2 separate regions of the Columba livia genome follow, and region 1 is linked to region 2. The links are chromatin contacts, called in public Hi-C maps. All regions are on one chromosome and are shown on one strand. Each heading gives the region's core, a stretch centred on a gene start, on an enhancer-like site or on the middle of the called end of the contact. The rest is flanking DNA. Distances are from core to core; before and after follow the strand shown. Region 1 has its middle 32 kb from the start of TOMM20. Region 2 has its middle 82 kb from the start of IRF2BP2.

Region 1 (5,898 bases), core at 3,324-5,823, 84 kb after region 2:
ACTGGATGGAAATGGAGTTGTCAGAAGAAGCTATTGAGGGCAGCAATAGGATTCCAGAAAAAAAGCACTTCCTTGGATCACAGGGGATGATCATCCCTCACTACTTGTACTCTTCTCCCCCAGGTAACTGAGCACAGCTGGATGAAACTGGGGGAGATGAGGGGATGGAGGAGCAAGAAGCAATCTTTTTTGGTACGGGAATATGTATAGTAAATAACAGCTGCAAAGGCTCCCCTGTGTATTGAAGACATTATAATTTGGAGGTTTTCTTCCCAAAATCAGGCTTTAATGGGAAGTGAGTTTCATCCTTTCTAAAGCAGTACTCTCCAATCAGCTTGTTAAGCTTGGAAAGTGCTTTGGGAGCCCCTGGGATGAAAGGCGCTCTAAGAATGAAAGCTGATATTTATGATTATTGCTTGAAAGGAACAGAGAGGAACACTAATGTAAAATATGAATGGCTGCTGGTGCTAAAAAACGTATTGTTGACTTGGTGCCAAAGAAGATAGTCTCAGCTCTCAAACCTGGATGACAAGGATTTAGGAGGTGCAAGAAGCAGAAGAGACTCCTGCAAATAATGGTAAAAGCCAACCTGATATGCAGGGCAAATAGGTGTCTTGTGGGTTTTTCTTCTCTTCCTCGAAAAGTGCAGGCCATCTGATCTCTCTCACCCCAGCTCCCCCACCCAACCATTAACCATGGTGAGTACTGCTGGTTTGTAGTCCTCTTAAAGGAAGAACCTACAGATCCCTTGGGACAGGAGGGGAGAAAAATATCCTTTGTAAGTGGTCAAATGTTATGGATTGGCCTGAGTGGATTCATATCTTATCTCACTCAAAGCACTAAGAAGCAGAAGCACTCCAGGCTAATGTGAATTAAACTTCTCTATTTTAGAAAGCTATGAGAGAAGAGAAATAGGCTAACAGGTTCTGCTCCTGCAAACAACTACCTGTGTACTCTCAGCTTGCACAAATATCTTTGGTTGATTTTACACTGGGCATCTGGACCCCTACAGCTCTTAGGGAGGATGTTTTTCAACCCACACCAGGTGTTGAGACCTCTTTGCTGCAGTCTCCCAGTCTTCCACTTTTCCCTGAAAAGAGCTAAAATAAAACCCTTTGAGAGAAAGAATTCTGCTGCTTCACTTTCTCAAAAACAAGCTTGAAAGTGACTGCAGTGCATAAGAAACCTTAAAATCAAAAACCTGTAGGATCTCAAGGAGCGATTTTTTTTTAATATAGCAGAGAAGAACACAACAGACAACAGAGGCTGAATGCTAATCCCATACACTTTCAAATTAGATATAAGGTGCATTTTTAATGAGGAAGTGTGATTAACTACTGCAACGAATTAACAAAAAGGGCTGCATTCTCCAGTTCTCAGGCTTCAAAATGAAGATGGGATACCTTTCATAGGCATGCTTCAAGCAGACATAGGTTAGTGGCTTAGAGGAACTGGCATGGCTTTAGGGACAAGGAGTTCAACAACTAACACCCCGCTCAGGCTAGCAGCCCTCTGTGCCACTTGGGGCCAGCCTTGCAGCCTCTCTGCAGCACAGTCTCCCACTTTCCAGCATGGCCATGAACTGCATCAGCCAGGAGAGTGCTGTGACCATGCTCTATGGGTCACTGAAGGCCAACTGGTGCCCTGGCCTCGCCTACGACTCTGGAGAAGCAACACTGCCCCAAATCAACACCAACAGGACTGGTCTGTGTTAGTGTCCCCAGCTGGTGCATGGCTGCTGCGCTGGCACGTTGTACATGGGAGAAAGTCCCTGGGCAGTGTGTGCTGCTGGTGGTACCCCAAGCTGCTGGCGGTACCCCAGCTGGGGTGCAGGGCACGCTTCTGCAAACTCCTCTCTGTCAATGCAGCTTCCTTTTCCTGGCACGGTCTAAAAATAACAGAGAGTCCTTGGCCTTTTTTTTTTCCCTTTCTTTCTTTTTATCCTTCCCTTCAGCTATTTAGGCCAACTCCAGCTAATCACATTTTCTAACTTGCACTCAGTCACTGCCATGGCAACCATTTCAACATGCAGTTCATAGACTACCTCTGAGATGTACAGCTCCTTTGAGAAGCACGTACACCTTGGTGCTTCAGGAGAGGCATTAAAAGAGAAGAACTATCATCTGCTACGCTGACACATTTTTCTGCAGTCTTACCTCTGGCAGCATGAATCTCTTCTTTTAGCTCTGAATAGCTCATCGCTTGTTCTGTACCCATTCTCTCCCCCAAAATAGGTTCTGTAAAAAATGACACAGATTTATGGAGATGAAAAAGAAAAGGTGTAGGAAGGGAAATGCATTTGGAAATTCCACTCCCTGGCATCTAAATTCACCCTTGTAAGAATGCTGCAAAGCCTGTCCTGTCACTGCTTTGAAGGAAATCCTGTTTTGTTCCGTTGTGTCACTGTGAAAAAGAAAAAGGATTTGGGGGCTTGCTTTCTGGTTTTCTTGAACCCCAGGAGAGAGGTGGCAGCTTGGGAGCAGGATTGGTGCTTCTCCTTCCTCCTTTGCAAAATGGCTCCTGTTCAGAAGTGAAACTACCCCGCAACATGAAAAACCAGGTTTGCATTTGTCCAGGTGTAGAGAGCAAGATTTGAACAGTGCTGAAAAAAGATCTATCTGGAATGTGTAGGTGCATTTTTCTAACAGTCACCTCTGAGGACCTTGCTCAAGATCTAGTGTAACTAGGTTTGCTTTTGACTGGTCGTGATGTGTTCCCCTGGCACTCAGCCGGCACAGGAAGGTGCTGCAGTGAGGTGCTGCACAGGTGTCTGCCATGCTGGTTACGATCAGATCAGGTATTCTGCTCACACTTAACACACTCTTCTCCCAGGTGCAGGCAAGGGAGGGTCTGACTGACAGCACTACAGTATAAAAAAAAACCCAAACAACCTTTCTTGTTTCTTTATAGAATTGTGGCTGCTCTCTGGAAGAACCTGATTCCATGTCTTGAATATTTTTGTTTATGTGTTTATGTGTAGGTTTTGAATACGTATATAGCACTTGTATTGCCATGCTGATACTTATCAGGTGTAATTACACTATTCATTCCTTTCTCTCATATTTTTCTGTGTTTTTATCACTGTCCATAGTCAGCTGGCCAGTAGCCACAAACAAGACCTGTCCCCACCACTACTACCTACTTGCCATCAATAAGAAAAACGCTTCTGTTACTGACCAAGGGAGAGGGGGAAATTCAGAAGCACCCACAAGCAAGCAAATGTCGGCACATCCAAAGAAACCGGAGTGGAACATTTTATTTCAGTTTAAATGCACCACTCAGCCCCCCCAAAGCCAACCATAGGAAAGCGCCCTCAAACACAGTGCCTTGCACTGAAATTTTCTCTAGGAACAAAATCTGAGAGACAAGAGCCAGCAGTCTCTAAGGCAGGCAGATAAATCTGAGCCAGCAGGTAAATAATACATTGCAGTCACCTTTGCCCTGTTATTTTAATGCACGCACATGCAGACACGCACACTGTTCCATAAGCCCTGCATATGCACTTCTCAATCATGTTTAATTTCTATATACTATCTTCCACTGAAATCAAACCTCTGAGACCACCGAAGTTAGGAAACATGTCGTGTGCTCAGGCAGAAACATCATGTATAGTCTATCAAATCTCTAGGACTTCTTGACTGTGTATAGACTGCTTGGGGGCACCCGGATCCTCAGCTGTCCTTTCTAATCTGCAACCTGAAGTCAAGACAAAGGCTGGCAGGAAGAAAATATAGGGCACTGATTGCTTTTAGCCCACATATTTTAACGTTAATGCATTCTGTAACTGTATAATAAGCATGGACAACATTCTGATAGGTCTGTGATCTGAGCGTAACATCTTTATGGCATGTGCTAGGTCTGTGATCTGAGCGTACCATCTTAATGGCATGTGTATACCATAGGCCCAACTCTTCACTGAATCAAATTTCTATAAACCATTGCAGTGAATTTGGACTTTCACCTGTACCACACCCCACCTTCCCAATGTATCCAGTTCTGGCAGCCTCACTACTCTGAAGGTGAGGATGCACTCTTACCCCATCTGAGAGAGGGCACAAAGGGACAAAGGCTAGAAATGAAGCTGGAAGAGTCTTCTCTTTCTTATATCACGCATTAGGTAACTTGCCTGACAACAGCCAGACTGGCAGCATCTAGAGCAGAAAATCAAGCCAATGAATCAGGACAAGAGAGGGGGAGCTCAAACATCCAACCTTCCAGCTCTTTGTGTGGTCCCAGGTACAGTTTTGGCCCAGGCCAACCAGCACTCTCCCAAATGGTTTCTGAACACAGTCCAGGAGGACTTAAATTGACCAAACAGGCAGTCCATGAAGATAGACTGGGCTCAATCCCGGGCTAAGCTTGTGCTACAGACATACCTTCAGCGAGCCTGGGGCACAGCATCTTCTCCCAATGGCACTGAGCTGAGGAAAGCTGGTGGTTTACAGGCAGTGCAGAAACTGGCACCACACAGTTTTCTAATTTTCTTTGGAATCCATTGTTAAGCATTGTCCTGCTTTCCAATGGGACACGAAAGAGGTTAGGGAGAAATTTAAAGGTAGATATAAGAAACATCTAGGTCCTGTTATGTTCCAACAGAGGGCACTGACATGGGAGAGAGATCAGGACTGTTCCAATGAGGCAATTCCTACGTTCCCAAGCAGGTCAGGAGAAATTGCAAAGAAAAGCAAACATTGCAAAAATATTTTGCAATGCAAAACTCAACAAACAATTGCAAATTGTTTGAGTTAAAGCAGAAAAATTGCTTGAATGGGGTTTGAACCCTTTTCCTTCTTTCTGATACTCAGCATTTTCTTTTTTGCAAGCACGCTCCTGGAATGAGAAGTCTCATAGTTTAGGGATATGTTCACACTGGGAACAGTCACGTGACCTTTCAGATCACATTCCTCCTATTTATAAGAGTATTAGTCATCCACTTAGAGAGCAGAACTAATACCGCGTTTGTTAAATGACTAAATGTGTGCTATGAATAACCAGCAGTGGGTACTTAAAACCACAGTTACATCCAGGAGCACACAGAGAACTCATAGCTAACACACATTTAAGCAAAGCACAAATAATACTACTGCACATAAAATAGATTTGAAAGACAGTCTGAAGACAGTTCACTCACAGGAAGAAAGGGCTAAATTCGTCAGAAAGATAGATTATTTCCAGACATAGTTCACCTACTTATTTAGACATATAGGATAGCTGGCAAGAGTGCATGACAGCTGAAGACTTAAATTTGAAAAAAGTCCAGGCAGAACTGTCAGATGAAGAGGCTGGAGCACAACTCTGCTGGAGCTTGGCCATTACACTACACAGAAAATGTCATGAGTATTGTACTACAAGTTCGCAACTTTGTCACTGGCAAAACACGAGGTTTAGGAGCTCTGAGTAATGCCTAACTTGTTAACTAACACGTTGCTCAACTTAGCTTCAGGGAAAGCACAATACAAGCCATGTGCATTATTAGCCCCAACACACCTGTGAGTCCCAGCCAACACGAGTGAACTTTCCATGCGTCAGATCTTACCAGTGCCTCCAGCACACTGCCACAAGCACCATCAGTTCCTGGGTCAGGAAAAATGGTACTTCCCAGGTGCGAGGACTTCCCTGCTCTGCATGCACTAATATCAGCGCTTTGGGAAGCATTTGGCATGACAAGATAGATGTAGTCAGTGCACTCAGACCACTTCGGTGAAACCATACGAATGCACGTATCTGGCAGGAGAAAATCTGGAGGAGGGGAAGAGAGAAGGACAAAAAGGTGGGTGGAACAGGAAAAAGGAAAGTATAGACAGCAGTGTGAGAAATGAAAAAAGACAGTAGGCTCTGTGCCCCTCTATAAAGGAAACACAGCAGCAGTCTGGGCTGTGTGAGCTCCACATTTCTGAC
Region 2 (5,643 bases), core at 1,655-4,154:
ACGGCTGAAGCTGAGCTCTAATTAGAAGCAGGCAGGGAAGGGGAGGGTCAACATGGCAGAGCCTGTCTGGGGGGCTCATGCTCCCCGGCTCACTGGCTGGCAAGGACAATGAAACCTGGCCTGAGCTCTCTCGCGCAATTCTTGTATGCCTAATAAGATGTGTGAACATAGTGTTAAAATAAAACTAAACTGCATTTTTCACCACCTCTACAATGAGAAGCCCACCTGATGAGCTGTGTATAGGTAATACTGTTTGGCAATTTCTCTGCAGAGGGAGAGCTTTAGGAGGTAGATAGTTTGGATTTTGGGAGCATGCAGTCCAGCTAGACATTAAGACAGGGCCAGTCACAAAATTTAGATCCAGACCTGATGAAGCCATCAAGTACATCCATGTTTCAGCATGTGTTGCAATATCGGGTTTGGCTCTGCCTGCCATGAAAATAATTACCTCTGAAGCACAGTGTTCTCCCTAAGACTAGATTTCCACCTCTTCCTTAAGCAAAGTTCATGGACTTAGATGTGGACTACTCAGAGTGGCCACTTCACAAAGGGATGGAGAGGCCAGTTCAGACCTCCAGCTGAGGGAGAGGGAAGATCACCTGGAGCCCTCACTGCATCTCCGTGTGCTGTTGCCTCTCCCAGCGTGGCTGCAACCAGCAGCAGTAATGCCCACCTGGACTCCCCCTGACTCAGATCTAAACCTGAGCAGATCACAGCTGTTCACATGAAGACTTCCCAAGTCAGCTTCCTGCTGGTAGAATAACCCAGCCCGAACACCCATTCCCAGGCAAACCAGACCACATCTTCAAGCACCTGTGGGTGGTCAGAGGGAGAGGCTCAGAAAGGTCTACCGAAATGCTGCAGCTTGAGCTCACCACTGGCCAAGCACTGGTGACTCACTGAGGCTGAAGCCCTGAGCACTGGGATTTGCCTCTTGCTCCAGCAGCTGCACTCTGGCAGCCGAATGCTGGCCAAGGGCAGCCAGGTGGAGAGCCCTGTGGCCCCACAGAGCACAGGCAGCACTGCAGGCAGACACCAGCCAGCAAACCTTTAGGAGAACACAGAGGAGTCGGATTTTAGAGACTATGCTAAAAAGTCCTGTTTTCATCATTTTGTTTCATAACAGGGACCCAAGCCCGAGCACAGTGTTTTTCCTTCACTCTGAATCACTGGGACCATTTTCAATGGCCTGTGTGTTAGTACTGCACAGCCAGGATGATTTCTTGGCTCCTGATGGCTGAACTTCCAGCCAGAAGACACTGGCACAGCAAAAGAGAGGATAGGAAAGGCTCTGAGGGGCTCCCACAAGTTTCTTTCCCCAGGATGCACAGTAGGTCCCCTGTCCAGTGTAGGAGGTGCAGACCTCCAGGGTACCACTTTGAGCCTCTCCTAAGTCCAGACCTCCCACCAGAGAGCCCTAAAACAAGTGTCCTCACCAGTGCCCTGCTTGGAAGAAGGTCTCAGCCTTTTCTCTGAGCTTCTGGGCCACCAGAACCCTGCAGCCTCCAGAGGGGGAGTACAGCACACTCTGGAGGGTGAGAAGTGGGGCAACCAGCACGTCCCCTTCTGTTCCCCAGGCCATTCTGTCAGAAATTCGCCCCTGCAACAGGAACAAGCCTACCAGCTTCATGGGCCATGCAAACCAGAAAAGCAAATGGTGGTTTGGAAGCAAAATAATCTAGCAGAGCAGCAAAATTTATGAAATCCATTATGAAACTCCATATGCAGATCCCATGTACCTGGAAAGCCCTTTAGAATTCTTGTGACAGAGCAAATCCTAAAATGGAGGGGTCTTCTAACCAAGCACCAGTGAGATTTTGTAACTTGCAGCTGCTAGGTCAGAAGGAACAGGCTGCTTCTCGCAGTGACCCATTTACTTTTCCTCTTCATGGCTGTGCCTTTCTCATTTAGATCAGTTTGCTTTTGCCAGATGGAGTCAAAGTTACCACTGTGAATCAGCTTTTTTTCCTTGTTTCTTGGAAAGCACTAGTCAGTACCATGTCAAGAAAAACAAACAGGGAGGTTTGCTTAGGATCTATTTAAAGCAAAGCATCAGTGGTAGATCCAATATCATCCCTGGGGCCAGCACTGATGTCTGTGACAAAACTGGGGCTACTGTGCATGAGAAGGGCAGGATCATTGCAAAACTGCAGCAAACATCCCATCTTTCACACAAAGATATCAGAGGCATGCACAATGCAAGCGAGAGCACTCCGTGCCAGTATCCCCACTACTGCTATTTGGAGTCTCTGACCATGTAAGAAAAGTCCTGGAACTCATTCACTGCAAGCTGGCACAAGGTCCTGAAATGCATCAGAGACACCCTGGGTGACCTGAGAGGAGGACCTGAGTTTTCTGCCTCTGCTTATCAGACCTTGGGTGGTGGAAGACCATTCTGACTGAGGAGAAAGCCTGTGCTTTGCCGGGGGGTGACAGAGCAGCGTGCTCACCACCACTGCCACCTCCTCCCACGCCCACCCACAGTGCCAGGTGGGAGAAACCAGCCAGGGAGGTGGCGGTGGAGCAGACCAGGTGCTGCAGAAGGTCCCATTCCACCAGGGTGTCTCCTGGTGGGAAGCACAGGCGTGTGCACCCCATGCAGCTGGGAGTCCTGCGCTGCATACATGCTCAGCCCAAGGAGAGGGCTAAGAACACATCCTCACCTCACAAGAGCATCGTGAGGCAAATTTAATTAGCATCTATAAAACATTCTGACACTTTCCGTATGGAGCACAAAGTGTTATTAAACAGCCGTGCGGAGCAAAGCCAACAGTGCTTCACTTTTGTTTATATAAGGTGTTCTGCTGATACCGTACCCTTGGGAAACAGTAACGGCTATGATTACGATAGGGTATTTACTGCCACCTCAGTTCGCTGCTGCAATACTGACCGTACCTCTAAAAGCAATCTCAGAAACGGCTAGTCCACAGAGAATTTCGCTCTGTCCCACTTACAGGCATGCTAGTGCTTGCCTTTTCCTTCTGCAGCTCTTTTCTGTAAAAGAGACATTCATAACTCCAAGCTCCATACCAGTGAACCTAATCCAGCAAGTATCCAAGACATTCAGGAAAAGAGACTTTCATAGCATTGGAATTTTTCCATGCCAGCACTTTTTCATCCTAAGATAAATGGCTTTTATTTACAGGGCTAAAGGCTCTATTATTTTCAAAATACTTCTCAGCTTCAAAGCAGCAATGGAAATCGGCTGTGCACCTGGCCAGCTGATTCAGCCTGGAGTCGGCCAAACAGCAAGAGGCGTCTTTCTTTCCCGCAGCATCAAGGGGTAATTTTCTGTGCAGCGGACAAGTGGGCTGGAGGGCTGATGTAAACGGGCTAACACTTAATTAATCAGGACATATTTAAGCAGGGCCTGGTCAGCACAGCACGCTGAATTTCTAAACTGGGGGCTGGTACCTGGGAGGCACCTTCCACGTTGGATGCTGAGTCTTAGAAAAGCCTCCTGGGGAGCTTGCTTTCAGACATCTGGCTGTTCTGTTGGGGCGAAGCCCCACTGAGCCCTGTCATCCATCCACTTAACCTGAGCAGGTACAGGAGGATGGACATCCACAGCGATTCAGGCACAGACAAGACCAGAAAACAGCTATGCCAAGCTCAGAGTCCCCTTGGGCATGAGTGAGCGCTCCTGCAGATGCTGATGGAAACTGATTTTATTTTTACCATAACAGTGGCCAAAGGCTCCAGCTGATGAGACAGGCTTGTCCTTCTCTGAGACAAAGTTTAGCAAACACTTCACTGAAAGCAGTCTTGACCAAATTGCTCCCAGCCCTGGAGAGCAGACAGAAGCAAAAGGCAGAGGAGGAAGAAGAGGGGAGGAAGCATGCTGCCCGGGGGAGCTGGGCACTGTACTTGGAACCCACACGGGGCTTCATGTTTGCCTGCAAAGCAACTTTCCTGAAGCCCAAGCAACAGCCAAGAGAAGCTCCCAGCCTTCACCTGCCTCTCTGCAGGGCTCGGGGAGGCCCATCCAGAGTGTCTAGAATGAGGTCCTGAGTTATCTATGCCTTCCTCCAAATCCGTTTTCTTCGCAGCTCCCTGCTGCCCAGGACCACCCGTCTCCCCCAACCTTGCTTACCACTCCAGCAAGTCCCTCCTCACCAGACTCGCACCTCAGCCATCCCGTGGCTCCTGGCCATTCAATGCTGAGACCGCATGCAGGAGGTTGCACAATGCTTGGCCACATTACACTTGACCTGAGCACAGGTTGTTGCTCTCACTTTCAAGAGCCACAGCCATAAAAAGAGCCGGAATTTGCTGGCCAAGGAGAAGCCAGGGTGAGCTGATGCAGTGCAGGCTCCCGTGGTCAATGGCTGCAGCTCTGTGCTGGGGGAGGACACGCAAAGCCTAATGTGGAAATGTTTGTATTTGGAGCAATATATCGTGAGGTTTAGCCCCTAGCAGCTGCAGAGGCTGTTTACTGTAGCACACAGTCCTCGGCCTATTAGCTGAAGGCCTGACAGTGACCAGATGCAGAGGGAAACAACTCTGAAGCCTGCAGCCGTATTTATGTCCTTGCCAAGATCCCAACAATACCTTGCCTAATAAGTCTGGCACAGAAATAATCATTTAAAGAGCTAAAAAACACAACATCCGCAGCCCATCTTTACAGCCAGAAGGGGAGTTTTGTGAGGCTTACAGTCTAATCTTTCACCGTCCTGAGTGCTTCCCTCCTACTTGACAAACAGTTGGTGATTTATTTCCTGAATGGTTGGATGCAAACCTCCTGTATGTAATCGCTCAACAGGGAGGCTGCACCTCTGCAGCCAAATTCAGCTGCTTGCAGCAGCTGCACAAGGAAGCAAAAAGCAGCAGAAGCCTCTTCTGCACAGGGGGATGCCAAATTCACACGGGGCTTACCCCTGCCCCACGTCTCTGGTGCCAGGACAAGAGCTGATCCCCAGGGCAGGCAGCCCTAACCCAGCCACTGAACCGCAGCATGCACACACGCTGGGCTTGCCCACGGCTTGTGCAGGAGGAAGGACAGGCTGTACTGCCACAGCATGTGTCCCAGCAACACCCAGCACTCCACAGATTAGCCTTGACTTGCTAAATTAAAAAAACAAAAATAAACAAAAAAACACCTAGCAAAACAAAACACCACTCATTAGGTGCTTTCTGAGGACCCAGAGAACCACATCTTTGCTATCAGGAGAAGATCAACACCAACACCAAGAAACATCAGTTGCACTCCACTGGTTCACATAGTTTATGACCTTGGCTAGCAGATAAGCCCATGTAGTATGATCTTCTGTGTTTTGCAGGCTGCAGGTACCAGGTGTAGTTGAAGGTCAGTGTTGAGGAAAAGGCTCTCCCACAGTTGGGAGAAGGTTACAGAGAATGATTTTTATGCAACATAAGCTTGTAGATGATTAACAATTTTCTTTCAGTTAACAGCGAAGTTAATAGTTATTCAAAGCACTCCATTGTAATGGGAATGGAGATGGGGAGACGTACTACATTAACCATTAATCTTGGACTGTGCAATAAAAATTAAAATGGAATATGGCACATAAGTGTGATTGATTCTGCTTACAAAGGGAGAGGGTGTCAGTGTATGCTTTGGGCGGGAGTGTTTCCTTCTGACAGCAGGGTGCCTTGATGCAGGTGAGGATGTGCCACAGGAAG

Evidence for each region. Hi-C and Micro-C count contacts between places; a contact is called where the count stands out from the background.
Region 1: a contact with region 2 is called in a Hi-C map of liver, with 2.1 times the contacts expected there. The contact joins two enhancer-like sites. A contact is called at or near these places in 2 of 2 Hi-C or Micro-C datasets (crop and liver).

What each region holds. Positions count from the first base shown.
Region 1 is chr3:78,902,793-78,908,690 of bColLiv1.pat.W.v2, forward strand. No RefSeq gene overlaps it. Among named protein-coding and RNA genes, the nearest start is that of TOMM20, 32 kb to the right of the region's middle. Within about 2 kb of position 4,574, at least 1 of the 3 cell types and tissues checked has an H3K27ac peak away from gene starts, as active enhancers do.
Region 2 is chr3:78,820,582-78,826,224 of bColLiv1.pat.W.v2, forward strand. No RefSeq gene overlaps it. Among named protein-coding and RNA genes, the nearest start is that of IRF2BP2, 82 kb to the left of the region's middle. Within about 2 kb of position 2,905, at least 3 of the 3 cell types and tissues checked have an H3K27ac peak away from gene starts, as active enhancers do.